Linked DNA regions of Mus musculus: all the other regions are linked to region 3. The links are chromatin contacts, called in public Hi-C, Micro-C and promoter capture Hi-C maps. All regions are on one chromosome and are shown on one strand. The core of a region is the stretch at or near the end of the contact, and the rest is flanking DNA. Distances in the headings are between cores, read along the strand shown. Region 1 overlaps D5Ertd615e (DNA segment, Chr 5, ERATO Doi 615, expressed). Region 2 holds the start of Ncapg (non-SMC condensin I complex, subunit G). Region 3 holds the start of D5Ertd615e (DNA segment, Chr 5, ERATO Doi 615, expressed). Region 4 overlaps D5Ertd615e (DNA segment, Chr 5, ERATO Doi 615, expressed).

The links. Promoter capture Hi-C pulls out the DNA fragments that hold promoters and counts their contacts. A called contact is a pair of places that touch in the nucleus more often than the background predicts.
Region 1: a contact with region 3 is called in a Micro-C map of palatal mesenchyme, with 3 times the contacts expected there. The contact joins the enhancer-like site here to the promoter of D5Ertd615e in region 3. A contact is called at or near these places in 17 of 484 Hi-C or Micro-C datasets (the AML12 cell line, the G1E-ER4 cell line, cerebral cortex and 6 more) and 2 of 115 datasets of contacts at active chromatin or transcription factors (embryonic hindbrain and embryonic stem cells).
Region 2: a promoter capture Hi-C map of liver shows a contact between it and region 3, with 3 times the contacts expected there. The contact joins the promoter of Ncapg here to the promoter of D5Ertd615e in region 3. A contact is called at or near these places in 5 of 39 promoter capture datasets (embryonic stem cells, hematopoietic stem and progenitor cells, liver and 2 more), 3 of 115 datasets of contacts at active chromatin or transcription factors (embryonic stem cells and large pre-B cells) and 1 of 9 other capture datasets (adipose tissue).
Region 4: a Hi-C map of embryonic fibroblasts shows a contact between it and region 3, with 3 times the contacts expected there. The contact joins the enhancer-like site here to the promoter of D5Ertd615e in region 3. A contact is called at or near these places in 10 of 484 Hi-C or Micro-C datasets (the AML12 cell line, embryonic fibroblasts, embryonic stem cells and 3 more).

Annotation. Positions count from the first base shown.
Region 1 is chr5:45,276,676-45,279,789 of GRCm38.p6, forward strand. All of the region lies in intron 4 of D5Ertd615e (DNA segment, Chr 5, ERATO Doi 615, expressed), which reads right to left. Among named protein-coding and RNA genes, the nearest start is that of Gm46912, 120 kb to the left of the region's middle. Within about 2 kb of position 1,451, at least 68 of the 459 cell types and tissues checked have an H3K27ac peak or open chromatin away from gene starts, as enhancers often do. A contact at or near this core is called in palatal mesenchyme, where this site is marked.
Region 2 is chr5:45,668,329-45,671,242 of GRCm38.p6, forward strand. It overlaps Ncapg (non-SMC condensin I complex, subunit G), which reads left to right and starts at 1,597. Exons shown (of 21, transcript NM_019438.1): 1 at 1,597-1,805; 2 at 2,692-2,895. The coding sequence starts at 1,695. 1600023N17Rik (RIKEN cDNA 1600023N17 gene) reads right to left here and starts at 1,380. Exons shown (of 1, transcript NR_073433.1): 1 at 373-1,380.
Region 3 is chr5:45,422,614-45,425,962 of GRCm38.p6, forward strand. It overlaps D5Ertd615e (DNA segment, Chr 5, ERATO Doi 615, expressed), which reads right to left and starts at 1,787. Exons shown (of 6, transcript NR_131933.1): 1 at 1,623-1,787.
Region 4 is chr5:45,293,690-45,296,838 of GRCm38.p6, forward strand. The region is part of intron 4 of D5Ertd615e (DNA segment, Chr 5, ERATO Doi 615, expressed); the gene reads right to left. Among named protein-coding and RNA genes, the nearest start is that of D5Ertd615e, 130 kb to the right of the region's middle. Within about 2 kb of position 1,677, at least 25 of the 459 cell types and tissues checked have an H3K27ac peak or open chromatin away from gene starts, as enhancers often do. A contact at or near this core is called in embryonic fibroblasts, where this site is marked.

The sequences.
Region 1 (3,114 bases), core at 201-2,700, 150 kb before region 3:
TGTTCTTAATGTGTTCTTGAATTCAATTTGCAAGTATTTTATTGAGATTTTAAAAATATTTACCAGGGAAAATAATCTACAGTTTTCATTTTTTCTCTCTCTCTCTCTCTCTCTCTCTCTCTTTCTTTCTTCCTTTCTTTCTTTCTTTCTTTCTTTCTTTCTTTCTTTCTTTCTTTCTTTTTCTTTCCTCTTTCTTTCTTTCTTGTTTTGTTACCAAGTAATGTTGGCTCTGCAAAATGAGCTTGGTAGTGTTGAATGGTAGTATTTTAGTAGACAGATGAGTCCTAGAGGGACTAGGGTAGCAAAATCAAGCAGAAATAAAGTGTGAGATACAAATATAAGCCATTTGTAAAAAAAAATATTCTATCATGATTATTTGTATAATAATTGCCTAGTAGCCATATTTTCAAAAAGTAGCATAAGATTAACTTTTAAAAGGCACTTTATTCAAGCACATATTTGCAACCAATTACAACATAAACTTAGGATCTGTGTAAAAATTGCTGGAGATGTCCCATAGTGTTTTCGGGGCAGTCTGTTCTCAGTGCACCAGTAGCTATATTTTGAATGTTCTGTCGTTATACATGCTACCATCATGGACTGCAAAGTTCAAGGAATAGTACCTATCATAGTGTCACTAAGTCTGGATCACCTTACACTTCAACATTGCTACAACCTACCCATCACACCCTTAGGGAAATACCAGCATTATTCCATTTCACAGAAGATAGCAATATAAAAAAAGAGGTTAACCCCTTGAAAGTCCTGAGTGCACCCAGACGTAGTACGTTTCTGTAACTGTGCTGGACACATACCAGAGGGGATCGTGCACATAAACAGTATGGGTGTGAATGTACAGTTTAGGAAGAAACTGAAAAGACGCTGAAGTCTCCAGAGTCCCCAACAGTTTACCAGGGACTGGACTTGGAGGTTTGGAGGGGGCAAACAAGGAAAGCCCCCAAACAATGGCACAAACACTTTCCTTTTCTGTAAGCTGCTCCCCAACAGCAAACTGCAAAGGGGTACTGCAGATGACCCCTGAAGGGCACCTGGGGCATAGATATTTCACTTCTGTTGCAGAAGACCTCCATCTGAAGCAGCCCCTAGATAGGGTCTCTTTGACCAGCCTGGCAAAGTGGATTTCCCTCGTTTTGCAGACTCTTTATTGTCATTCTCTAAAAGTATTAGGAGAAGAGAGATGGGTGTAACAAAATTAACAGTAATTCAAGACCTGAAAGGGGACAGTGGGAGTTCCAAATCTGTCTCTATTAAGATCCTTCTGACGATGACTCCTCCTCCTTTTCCTCCTCCTCCTCCTCCTCCACTTAAGCTTCTCCCAGTTTAGCAGCCAGGAAGGCTAGTGAAAAAGACTGTTTACACAGCACTGCAGAAAGCTATTCTCATGCTCTGAGCAGGGTACTGCTCTTCTGGACAGGGTTACATTATGCGGAGCTTGTCAGCTCCAAGTGCAAAGACGCTTGGCCCTCTTTTGTTTATTTCTTGCTAGGTGATCCCTCACTGGATTCCACTGGGACTTTTGCGTCTTTCTCCGCTACATTTTCCTCATCAGCAGAGCTCATCAGGAAAACCCCCTACTCAGCGGGCTTCCGTGGGAATTCAATGCTCTCTGCCTTTGATGATTCCGAATTCTATGGGACAAACTACACTACCTCGGAGTCAGGTTTTATGCCACCCAGTTTAACCTTGCAGAACCGGTTTTTCAAGTCAAGGCACACCGAGTAATCAAAAGGCAGGACCAGCTGCATCTCCGATATTTGTCTAATTCTTTTCTGTTTTTCCTTTCCTTTCCTTTCCTTTCCTTTCCTTTCCTTTCCTTTCCTTTCCTTTCCTTTCCTTTCCTTTCCTTTTATTTTCTTTCTGTTCCCTTCTCTTCTCTTCTCTTCTCTTCTCTTCTCTTCTCTTCTCTTCTCTTCTCTTCTCTTTGGGGATGGGCATGGCTACCTTGCCACAGCCTAGGCTCTATACAGTCCTCTGCCACGTGCTTAAGAGCTGTTCAACACTAATGATGCGATCAAGTTTTCTGCCAAATTCTAGAACCAAAGGGAGAGACAAGAAAGAAAATTTCATCAACCGCCCCCAGAATCCATTCCCTGAGGCATTCTGCTGTCCTTATCAGCCAGTCTCGAGTCGCTAGCGACCCCAAGTGGCCAATTTAAAATAACAGTCCCATCATCGACCTCTTCGTTGCTACCACACACCCCTTCATTTTACAGAAAAGAAACACACTTCGAGGTTTTTATACTCCCAAATCTGGATAGAATTTTAAAACTGCAAAGATTGAAGAGTCGCTAATGCCACCTGGACTAGCCACCTCATTTTACCTTATTTTATTTTTGTAATTTGATCAAATTCAAGACTAAGACCTCACACCAGGTAGGTAAAGCTCACACCAGGAAGTTAAACACTAAGCAATGTCCCCAGACCTATCTTATGTCATAGGAAGCAGAGATTCAGACAGGTAAAAGTGTGTTCCATAGGTCACAGAGCACATTAGAGTCAATTTTAGGAATAGAAGAAATGGCTCCCAGAGACTTCATGCTTCTAGATCTTGGTTTCCTAACCAAGAGAAGAAGTCTTTTGTTTCTCCAAACCCCAAAAGAAGAGCTGTTAGGAGACAGCATGCTTTAACAGAGTCAAATTTCAGCCACATACACTCCTAATACACGCACATCCTCTCTTTTCCCTTCTACACTCACAACTGACCAGGAAACATGAAATTGAGTCCTGGCCAAAGAGTCAGGAGGACACTATATTTGGTAAACACAGACAAGAGTCTTATTCTTAGGGGCTGGCCTTTGAGTTAAGGGACAATTTAGATTAGATTTCTACCCTCATAACAGCACAGAGCAGACATTATTGTTCCTATTTTGCAAATAGGAAAACTAGAGCTCATGGGCATGAAGTTGCTTGTCTATAGTCAGGCAATGACTAAATTGTAAAACTTATTTGCATAGTTTTATTTATTAATGTCTCAATTTACCAGCCATCAAATGGCATAATAAAGTCAGTATCTAGAGTAAGAAGATATTAGTGTTCCAAGGGGTCCTTTGTAGAGACTGTCTTCAAACAAAATAAATACACAAGATAAAAATG
Region 2 (2,914 bases), core at 347-2,846, 250 kb after region 3:
ATAAAAGTAAGAGTCAAGAACTATGTAAGCTTTACAATGAGATTATGCTGTATGAATTTAATGTAGCATATTGGAAAAGTTCCACGATTACGATGTCCAAAGCATACCAAATCCATACAACATTCGTTACTAAAATCCACAACTCTAATCAAAACATAGTCATACTGACCTCTGGTGGTCAGATTCCTTATATTTCACTGATACTGAAATAACTAGATAAAATACTCATGAGACATTTTTTTTTTAATCAACAAAACAATAAAGGCAGCAAGCACCTAAAATGAAAGGTCACAGATTGTCACAAAATATTAATATGTTCTAAGTTTTAGTTTGTCTGTTTACATAAAAAACAAATGACACACACACACATATTGGTTCTCATCTTATTATCATTTATTTAAAGTTTTATTTATCTTGTATGTGTGGTACATGCATGTTTAGGTCAGAGACAGACATTGAGTGTTTTCACTGATTACTTTAGACCTTACTGTTTGAGAAAGGCTCTCAGCCACCCTGAAGCTTGCTACTTTGGCAGATCAATGAGCCTAAGATCCACTGTCTGGCTCTCAGCACCCTCAAGTGCTAGGACTACATACAAATGTTAACATCTGGTGTTTGTATGTGAAATATCACATGTGACTTCAGATCCTCATGTGTGTTCAGCAAGCACTTTACCCATGAATCATTATCTCCCCAGGTCCTCTAGGGATTCCCAGAGTACCTACAGAACAACATAGTCTGGAGGCAGCCCTCTTCCTGATACGTGTCACCAATGTAGATTTCCAGTACAGACGGAATAGGTGGCTGCATTTATGTTTCCCAAGTCATCAAGCAACACACCAAGTAAGTTTCCCGGTTTTGGAGTGGTATGTCCTATGTCCCAGGTGAGGCATTTAGAAATAATTTTATATATCCAGCACGCGATCTTAGTCAAGACCCCCAAATTCCTTTTATACTGTCTGCGTTCTCCTCTGCTTAGCAGAGTTGTTAGGCAGATTTGTCAAGCACATCCGTCACGCTGGAGCATCTCCAAGCGGCTGCAGCCTAAACTGACCCTGCCTTTCTCTTCCCAGTCCCCCAGACTGTCTCATCGCGGACGGGCAGTTCCCGCCCGGACCCACGGGGTCCGAAGGACTGCGGAGGCCCTCGTCCAGGACGCCCTCGGAAAGTTTGACATCCCCAAGCCCCGGGCGGGCTCCGTACGACATCTCCCAAACGACTCCTTCGCTCGGGATTTACCCGTTCTCAGCCAGTCGCTGCGGCAGTCCTCCGCTTTCTCCCTTCACTCCCAACCACAAGATCCCGCAAGGCACCGAAGGCCACCAGTTTAATTCAGAAAGCTGAACGCCCACTTCAGGCGCGCTCCTCCACAGCACTACTTCCGGCCCCGCCCATGCCTCCCATACAAACACCTTTTCCTATTGGGAGAGCGGCAGGCCACACCCCAGGCGTCCCAGCAGCGGGGCGGAGCGGAGGGTGGAGTCAGCTCCGGGACCCTCAGGTCTCCGCTCTCCGACCCTCCCTCCGGCGGAAGTCTCGCGAGATCTCATCCTCCCGCGATAGTTGTTTGAAAACTCTGGCGCTAACCCGTCACTCGGAGCCTTGCAGGGCTAGGGTGTCGGAAGCCGCGGGAAACTGAGTCCTCCTCGGATCGCGAACCACAGTCTCTCTCGGGCAGTTCCCGTCCCGGCGCCATGGCAGCGCAGAAGAAGCGGCTTTCTGTGAAGGAGGCGTTTCAGCTGGCGCAGCAGCCGCACCAGAACCAGGCGAAGCTGGTGGTGGCGCTGAGCCGCACGTACGGCGCGGTAAGCGGCCTGGCTTCGGCTTCCGGGCTTCGCCTTCTGCCCTTGCGCGCCCCGCGACGGAGGGATGGGATCCGAGGCTCGCCCGAGGTCTCCCGGCCACAGCCAGTGAGCAGAACGCCCGGCGTCGGCCACACGCAGTCACCCGTCTTCTCCATCCTCATCCCGCCAGGGGATGCGGGGAGTTATCCGTTATCCTCAGTTCCTCAGTGACTTGTTGATCTGCGCAGGGAATCTCAGACGCCTTTATTTCCTTGGAGGTCTCTGGTTCATCTCAGGCAATCGATGAAGTTGTTTCAACCAACTCCTAAGCTTTAAAACCACCTTCATTTCACCAGCTAGGGAAACCATAAGCACCCAGTCTTTCCCGTACATGGCAATTGTGTGTCGAGTGTAGCGGCGGGGAATTACTGGACAGCGAATGTGAGGAAGATACATTGTTTTGGAGTTCACGGAAAGTTAAGGACATATAAAAGTGATCAAGGGTAGGGAGCAAAATGTGTAAGTTATGACAGAAGGAAATTGACGGATGCTAGGAAGGCCTAAGTAAAATAAACACAAAGCTGTTGATTTTGAGTCATTTATGGCGAAGCTTGTTTTGCATTAATCCGGTAAGAAAAATACCGATAATCCAAAGGCGTTGAGAGAAAAATGAGATAATTTTGCACTGTTCAGATTTATGCTTTGTGTTTTCTCAGAGGTACAAATTATATACTGAAGAGAAGTTTGTGCGGATATATTTTCCCTTCCTTGATTTGGATAATTGATAGTTTATTAAGAAACCTTAGAGTTTAACCTAAGGGTAACACTTTCAGCAGTATTATGGCAGTGTTGGGAATAAAGAATTTTTATTAATGCAGCTTCTGGAGGCGTTTCTTCTCTCTTTCAGATGGATGATAAAACAGCTTTTCAGGAGGAGTTTATTCATTACCTTAAGTATGCTATGGTGGTATATAAGCGTGAACCTGCCGTGGAGAGGGTCATGGACTTCACAGCCAAGTTTGTTACTTCATTTCACCAGTCTGATGAGGAAGAAGAGGAGGAAGAGAACGATGGTGGCATTTTAAATTATTTGTTTACTTTTCTCTTACAGGTACTGTAAAAGCTACTAC
Region 3 (3,349 bases), core at 537-3,036:
ACTTATCACCATGGGTGCTCCTCTCTGTCACTCAAGATACAGATAGAGAAATCAGCCTTCCCTTAACCGGGGAGAGGAGGGGAGCAGGAAGAAAAATTTTAGCCAGCAGGAGTCCGTCATTTCTTTGAAGCACATATGATGTGCCTGTGCGTGAACACACACACACAAATTTCCAAATAACAGAAAAGTTGCATGGCAAAAATGAAACCCTCCGGATAAATCATGAGCATGCCAAGTGTGCACAGCCTTGATCCACCTCAGCAAAGCTGAGTGCAGCCATTACTCTAAGTCTTCTCAAACCTTCGTGTGGACAGATCAGCTCTTTGCACCCTTAACTTCCAGGTTTAACTCCAGGTCACCAGTTCCCCGAAAGGGGATCTCATGACATGGCCTACACTTACTAGTAAGTGATTTCACTTTCAGATACTGAAGTCTTCCTCTGCCTAAACCTTATCCACAAAGGTCCCAAAAGAGTGCAGAGTCCCAAAAAGGCCTTTAAGGAGGCAGCTGTGACATAAGGCAGTATTTGCTAACCTTTACTTGGAGGTGTCCCTGTATATTCATCCATGTCTACTGTAAGATAAAATAAGGCCCCCAATATGTAAGGGGCCTGATTCCTGGAATCTAAGTGTATGATATTACTTCACAAAGCGTCCTTACACATATGATAAAATAGGAGATAGAGGGGAAGATGGGGAGGGGGAGGGGAAGAGAGGAGAAGGTAGAGGAGAGATTTCTGCTAGATTTCCCAGTACCAAGTGTAAGAGTCGGAGTTTACCTGTAGGCCCCACTTATGCAAGGTCAAGATAACTTTCTGGAATACTGGAAGCTGTAGTTCTTGGGAATTAACAAGCCATGCATTTTGACTCCCCTGAACAAGTTTACTTAATTTTTTTTATACCAGATGTATTTGATTGGATGTAGGCAGAAGTCACATAGGCAGGAAAATATGTCAGGATATATGTTAGCCCCTGGTTTGGAACTAATGGGAAATGCAATGAATTGTGGGTTTTGCCTTTTTAAGTCCTTGAAAAATGTAACTTGTGGCCATTCCCTGGGAACCCAGGAGTAGACCTGGCCAGAGTCCTCTACCTGGCCAGCATTTAATTAAAGCTTGCTTTAAATTTGGTTCAAAATTGTGGAACTGAATTTTTTTTTCTCGAGAATCTCAGGGTGGACACAAGCTTGACACATAGTAAGTACTCAATAAATGTTAAGTGGGCCTAAGCTAGGGTCACTTACCATTTTCTAAGTATGGAGAGTGACAGAACCTATACCAGGGGTGCTGATACAAATAGTAGGGGACCAGGTCTTTCCCTGGGGCTAAGATATGTGCTAACATGGAGGCTACTCCCGTTGTCTGTGCTGTGTTGTGTTTCTCTTTCAGGGACTTTAAGGGCCTGCTCGAGCGATGGCTTAGAGCAGTGGCTGTGACCCTTGAATACAAATCCTCCTGTTGTGGTGACCCCAGCCATAAAATTATTTTCGTTGCTACTTCACAATTGTAATTTTTCTGTTGTTATGAATCATAGTGTAAATATCTGTTGTGCAGGATACCTAATGTGCAACCCCGAATGGGCTGCCACCCACAGGCTGTGAACAGCTCATTTAGAAGCACCTACCTTGAGAGGTTTAGGAAGTGTCTGCTCTGTAGTCAACCAATTTTCATTTCGGTGAAAGAAGTAAACATGAAGGATGAGGGAGGGGGAGGTACATGAACAAGAAGGCGGCAGCATGCACAGCAGTGGTCTCCAGCACTGGCAGGTGGCTTGTCATCCTATGTCTGCACAGAGTCTGAGTCTAAGGAGCCTTGTTCCTTACGGAGTTGCCCAGCACCTATGTGCATCTGTTGCCGACGCCTGCCCCCTTGTGGAATTGTTTCAAACTGCATACTGCCTTCAAAATGCTCTTTTCTTTTCTTTTCTTTTTTTCTTCTCCTTTTTATTGGATATTTTCTTTATTTACATTTCAAATGTTATCCCCTTTCCCAGTTCTCTGCCCTAGAAAAACCCCTGCCCCCACCTCCCCCTGCTTCTATGAGGGTGTTCCCCACCCACCCACCCACTCCTGCCTGCCTCCCTGCCCTGGCATTCCCCTACACAGGGCCATTGAGACTTCACAGGACCAAGGGCCTCTTCTCTTATTGATACCTGACAAGGCCATCCTCTGCTACATATGCAGCTAGAGCCATGGGTCCCTCCATGTGTACTCTTTGGTTGGTGGTTTAGTCTCTGGGAGCTCTGGGGAGATCTAGTTGATTGATACTGTTGTTCTTCCTATGGGGTTGCAAACCTCTTCAGCTCTTTCGGTCCCTTCTCTAACTCCTCCATTGGAGACCCGGTGCTCAGTCCAATGGTTGGCTCTGAGCATTCACCTCTGTATTTGTCAGGCTCTGGCAGAGCCTCTCAGGAGACAGCTATATCAAGCTCCTGTCAGCAAGCACTTCTTGGCATCCACAATAGTGTCTGGGTTTGGTAACTGTATGTGGGATGGATTCCCAGGTGGGGCAGTCTCTGGATGGCTTTTCCTTCACACATTGTCTCCATATTTCCTCCTGTGAGTATTTTGTTCCCCCTTCTAAGGAGGAGCGAAGCATCAACACTTTGGTCTTCCTTCTTCTTGAGCTGCATGTGGTCTGTGAATTGTATTTTGGGTATTTCAAGCTTTTGGGCTAATATCCACTTATCAGTGGGTGCATACCATGTGTGTCCTTTTGTGACTGGGTTACCTCACTCAGGATATTTTCTAGTTCTATCCATTTGCCTAAGAGTTTCATGAAGTCATTGTTTTTAATAGCTGAGTAGTACTCTACTGTGTAAATGTGCCACATTTTCTGCCGCAGACCCTCTGGGTGCAGATGGGCAAGGAGTTGGCGAATGACAGACAGATCAACACAGGAGATTGTGTAGAATCTGAATGTAATTTGTCAAGTCAAGCATCAAACTTTTTATACAGAAGAATAGCAAGAAACCAGACGAGATACAATCCACCAAGTTACAGTGACATAATACAAAATGAATGTATACATCAAAAGAAGGCAGGGACCAGGTCACTGCCACTGAGAAGGGAGCCAGGTGTAAAGCTAGTCTATTGTTAAGCCCACCTCCAGGGGTTCTACTTTAGCAGACCTCCTCATGAATACTGCAATACCACAACCCCCCTATCCTGGGCCCTGATAATTTCTTGTGTGAGTGTAACTTTTAAGTATCTGTGGAGAATCTCCATTTGTCAGAATTCACCAACTTGCTTCTAATATGCAATGTAGCCAGTACTAAAGATTTCTATCTCAGTGGGATTCCCTGGCTCTTTCATGGCATTCCCTTGTTTGGGTGAGATTTGCTACTGTCCT
Region 4 (3,149 bases), core at 427-2,926, 130 kb before region 3:
CAATTGAAAGAACTGAGCTGCATGTATGTAGGCACACACACATACACATGGGGGACTAATGAAAGAAGAGAAAAATATTTAAACAGAGATAAACGTATATATAATAAAATATATTAATGAAAAACACAAAGATAACTGGGAACAACCCAGTAGAATAGGACACAGGAGGGGGCAATGGGAGAGAAGGACAAAGTATAATTACATATATGGAGAGAGAGACAGAGACAAAGAGAGACTTATTTTAAATCCATGTTTGTACGTGTTTGCTCTCAAAATTAATAATTTTACAAAATGGACTGAGCTTACAAAAACCCATACTTATCTTGAGAAACCAAAAATCTATAATAAGAGGAATGGACTGTAACGTGAGTTTGTATGGAAATATCTCAGCAAAGAGACCAAGGAGCATGAGCACTCTGCATGGCAGGTCATTGTCACACCAGCAGTGCACCTGCTATGAGTCCCTGAAGGCAACAGCTATGGGGCTACTTTCTGACCACATAGCCTACATCACACTTGCACACTTAGGAAGACTGCTGGTGTATCATCTCTGTGATCCAACAGGTTTTCAAGGCCTCAAGTAAAGCTCTGCTACATGTGGTGGAAGACCAGAAATGGGGCATTGTAGCCAGGCATCATATAGCCCTGAAACACAAGAAGTTTCAAAAATGAAAATTTCAGGTGTCCAGTGAAGCCTAAGAGGAGAAATTTTATAGCTGTTTCACTTCAGACCAGCTCCCACCTACTTTGTTTCACACCATCTTTTACACCTCTGACATCTGCCATGCCCTTTAATAACATCTCCTGTCCACTGCAGAGCCCCAACACTTCATATTTCAAAACACCTTCAATCTTAAATTAGCCTCTAAAAAGCATTTCTGTTTCCACAATGTCTTTCCCATTGTATAACATGCTGATCTGCATACATTGCCTTCCTTTTCTCCAGAATCTGTTTCCAAACCCTTGGACTATTGCTTCAAATGATAGGTTTGAGAATAAGATCATGATTTTTTATCCCTGCTGAACTCTCTCATTCCCACCTTCTAGTGAGAACTATTAGAGGTGGCATAGAGAAATCGAAACCATGTAGATTTTGCAGGCAGCCCAGGGGTTAGAAGACTTTCATAAGTATTCACTCAACTTCCGAGGCCTCAACTCTAGTTAATAACAGTATTTGTGCCAGTCTCCAAAGACTTCCCTAAGTAACATATAATATAAAAATGCAGGATGCTCAGCCCATGTTTATAACAGCATATATTCAAAAATACCTGTGCCAAGGTTCTCTAGAGAAAGGAAAACAAATAGGATAGAGGGTGAGATTTATTATAGGTCACTAACTCAAATTATAGATATCGAGAAGCCTCAAAGTATGCCATCTACAAGCCAGAGACCCAGGAAAGCTGGTGGTGTCACTCAAAGGTAAGAGCTCAGAAGACCAAGGTCAGATCCACATCCCAGCTCAGGTAGCCAAAGAGAACTCAATCTTCTCCTACCTTTCTGTCCCACCCCAGCCCTAAACACGTTGGATGGTGTCAACTTACTCTGGTGAGAATAGATCTTCTTCGTCCAGTTCCCCAGTTTAAATGCTAATCCCTCTGAAATGCCTCAGGGGAAAAAATGTTTAGGCAGCTAGTTCGGGCATCTCATAGCCCAGTGAAACTGATAGAGAATGAATCATGGTGATGTCATTTCCCTTTCTCACTTCTAATAGCAAAAGCCGAAGCCTACTGGGCACTTACATCATCCAAGGGACTCTGAAAATCTGAGAAAAGAAATGACAGCAACAAGAAATGAAAATAAGGGACCAGCTGCTCAACTGGGATCTTAGAATTGTAATTCTAGGAGCCCAGAGACCAGTAGAAACCCCAATATGTTGCTGTGTCAGGAAGGAGGTTAGTGAGTCATTTCAAGGATAAAAGGAGAGTTGTACAAGTTATTTATCAAGAAACTATTCAGTCTCCCCTGTGTATAGGTAGACCAGTTGAATGGACACCGCTGTTCTAGGAAATAGTAAGAATCTGCCCAATGTCGTGATGCATCTCAGCTTCAAGTTTATAATAGTAGTCACCAGAGCAAAGACAGAGTTCCTGGTGTCAACTTTCTCTCACACTTGCCATGTGCCTTACATGTATAAATGCCTTAATCATTCCAGCATCCCCATAAGTTTCTATTCACAGAGGAAACATGAAAGGGAAAGAGTAGAAAGTGACAAAGTCAAATACAAAAAAACATTTCATTCTAGAAAAATAGCTAAAATGACTCTGGCACAAAAGAACATTGAACAATGTGCCTTTGAACATGCAAACCTAGTTGAAAAGGTTCAGGAAAGGTACTGGAAGTTCATGGAAGTATCAACAGACAGGAAGTGCCCCAGCTCCTTCAGTTGCTAGCATTGTGATTGTTGATGGACACCTGTCTCAGGCCACGGAGGTGATTAAGACTACGCTGTTCCCCTTCTCCTTATAATGGATGGCTCTGCTGGGCTGTGACTATTAATCCTGTAACCATAGAATGTTACATAGAATGTTCCTGAAAGATAGGCTAACACATCTGCATTGTAAGAAGAAATCTACAAATGTTCTGCCAAAAAAAAACCCCAAAAAAAAACAAAACAAAACAAAACAAAAAAACAAAAACAAAACAAAAACAAAAAACAAAAAAAAAAAACCCTTTGTTTGGAAATCCATGCTTCTTATTTCTATACTCAAAAGGGGCAAATTTTAAGTACTAAGCAGTTGACAACGTAGAATCACAATTTGTTACCATTGGGAAATATTTTTAAAGACTGTCCATTTCCTCCTCTTATAGGAGCAGTCACCCAGCAGTCTATTCAAGGTTATAGGCAAATTCCTCTGTAGCCCTCTATAGCACAACCACACAGATCAACAGTGGGTATCAGGATCATTTGACCAGGAAAAGAGACACCTCATCACAGATTAAAAGGATATTATCTGGCATACTACATACACAATGACTTGCTTCTGCCTCATAGTAATCAAAAGAAATTAATCCAGGCCTAGTCTAGAGAAAATATTGGGATTGTAGATGACAAAATGTCCTCCCTACCAGAGTATGAGTGGAAACCTTGGTCCCTGGGGCTGGGACTATTTGGTCAGGTTCTAGAAACATTAGGAGACAACATAGATCAC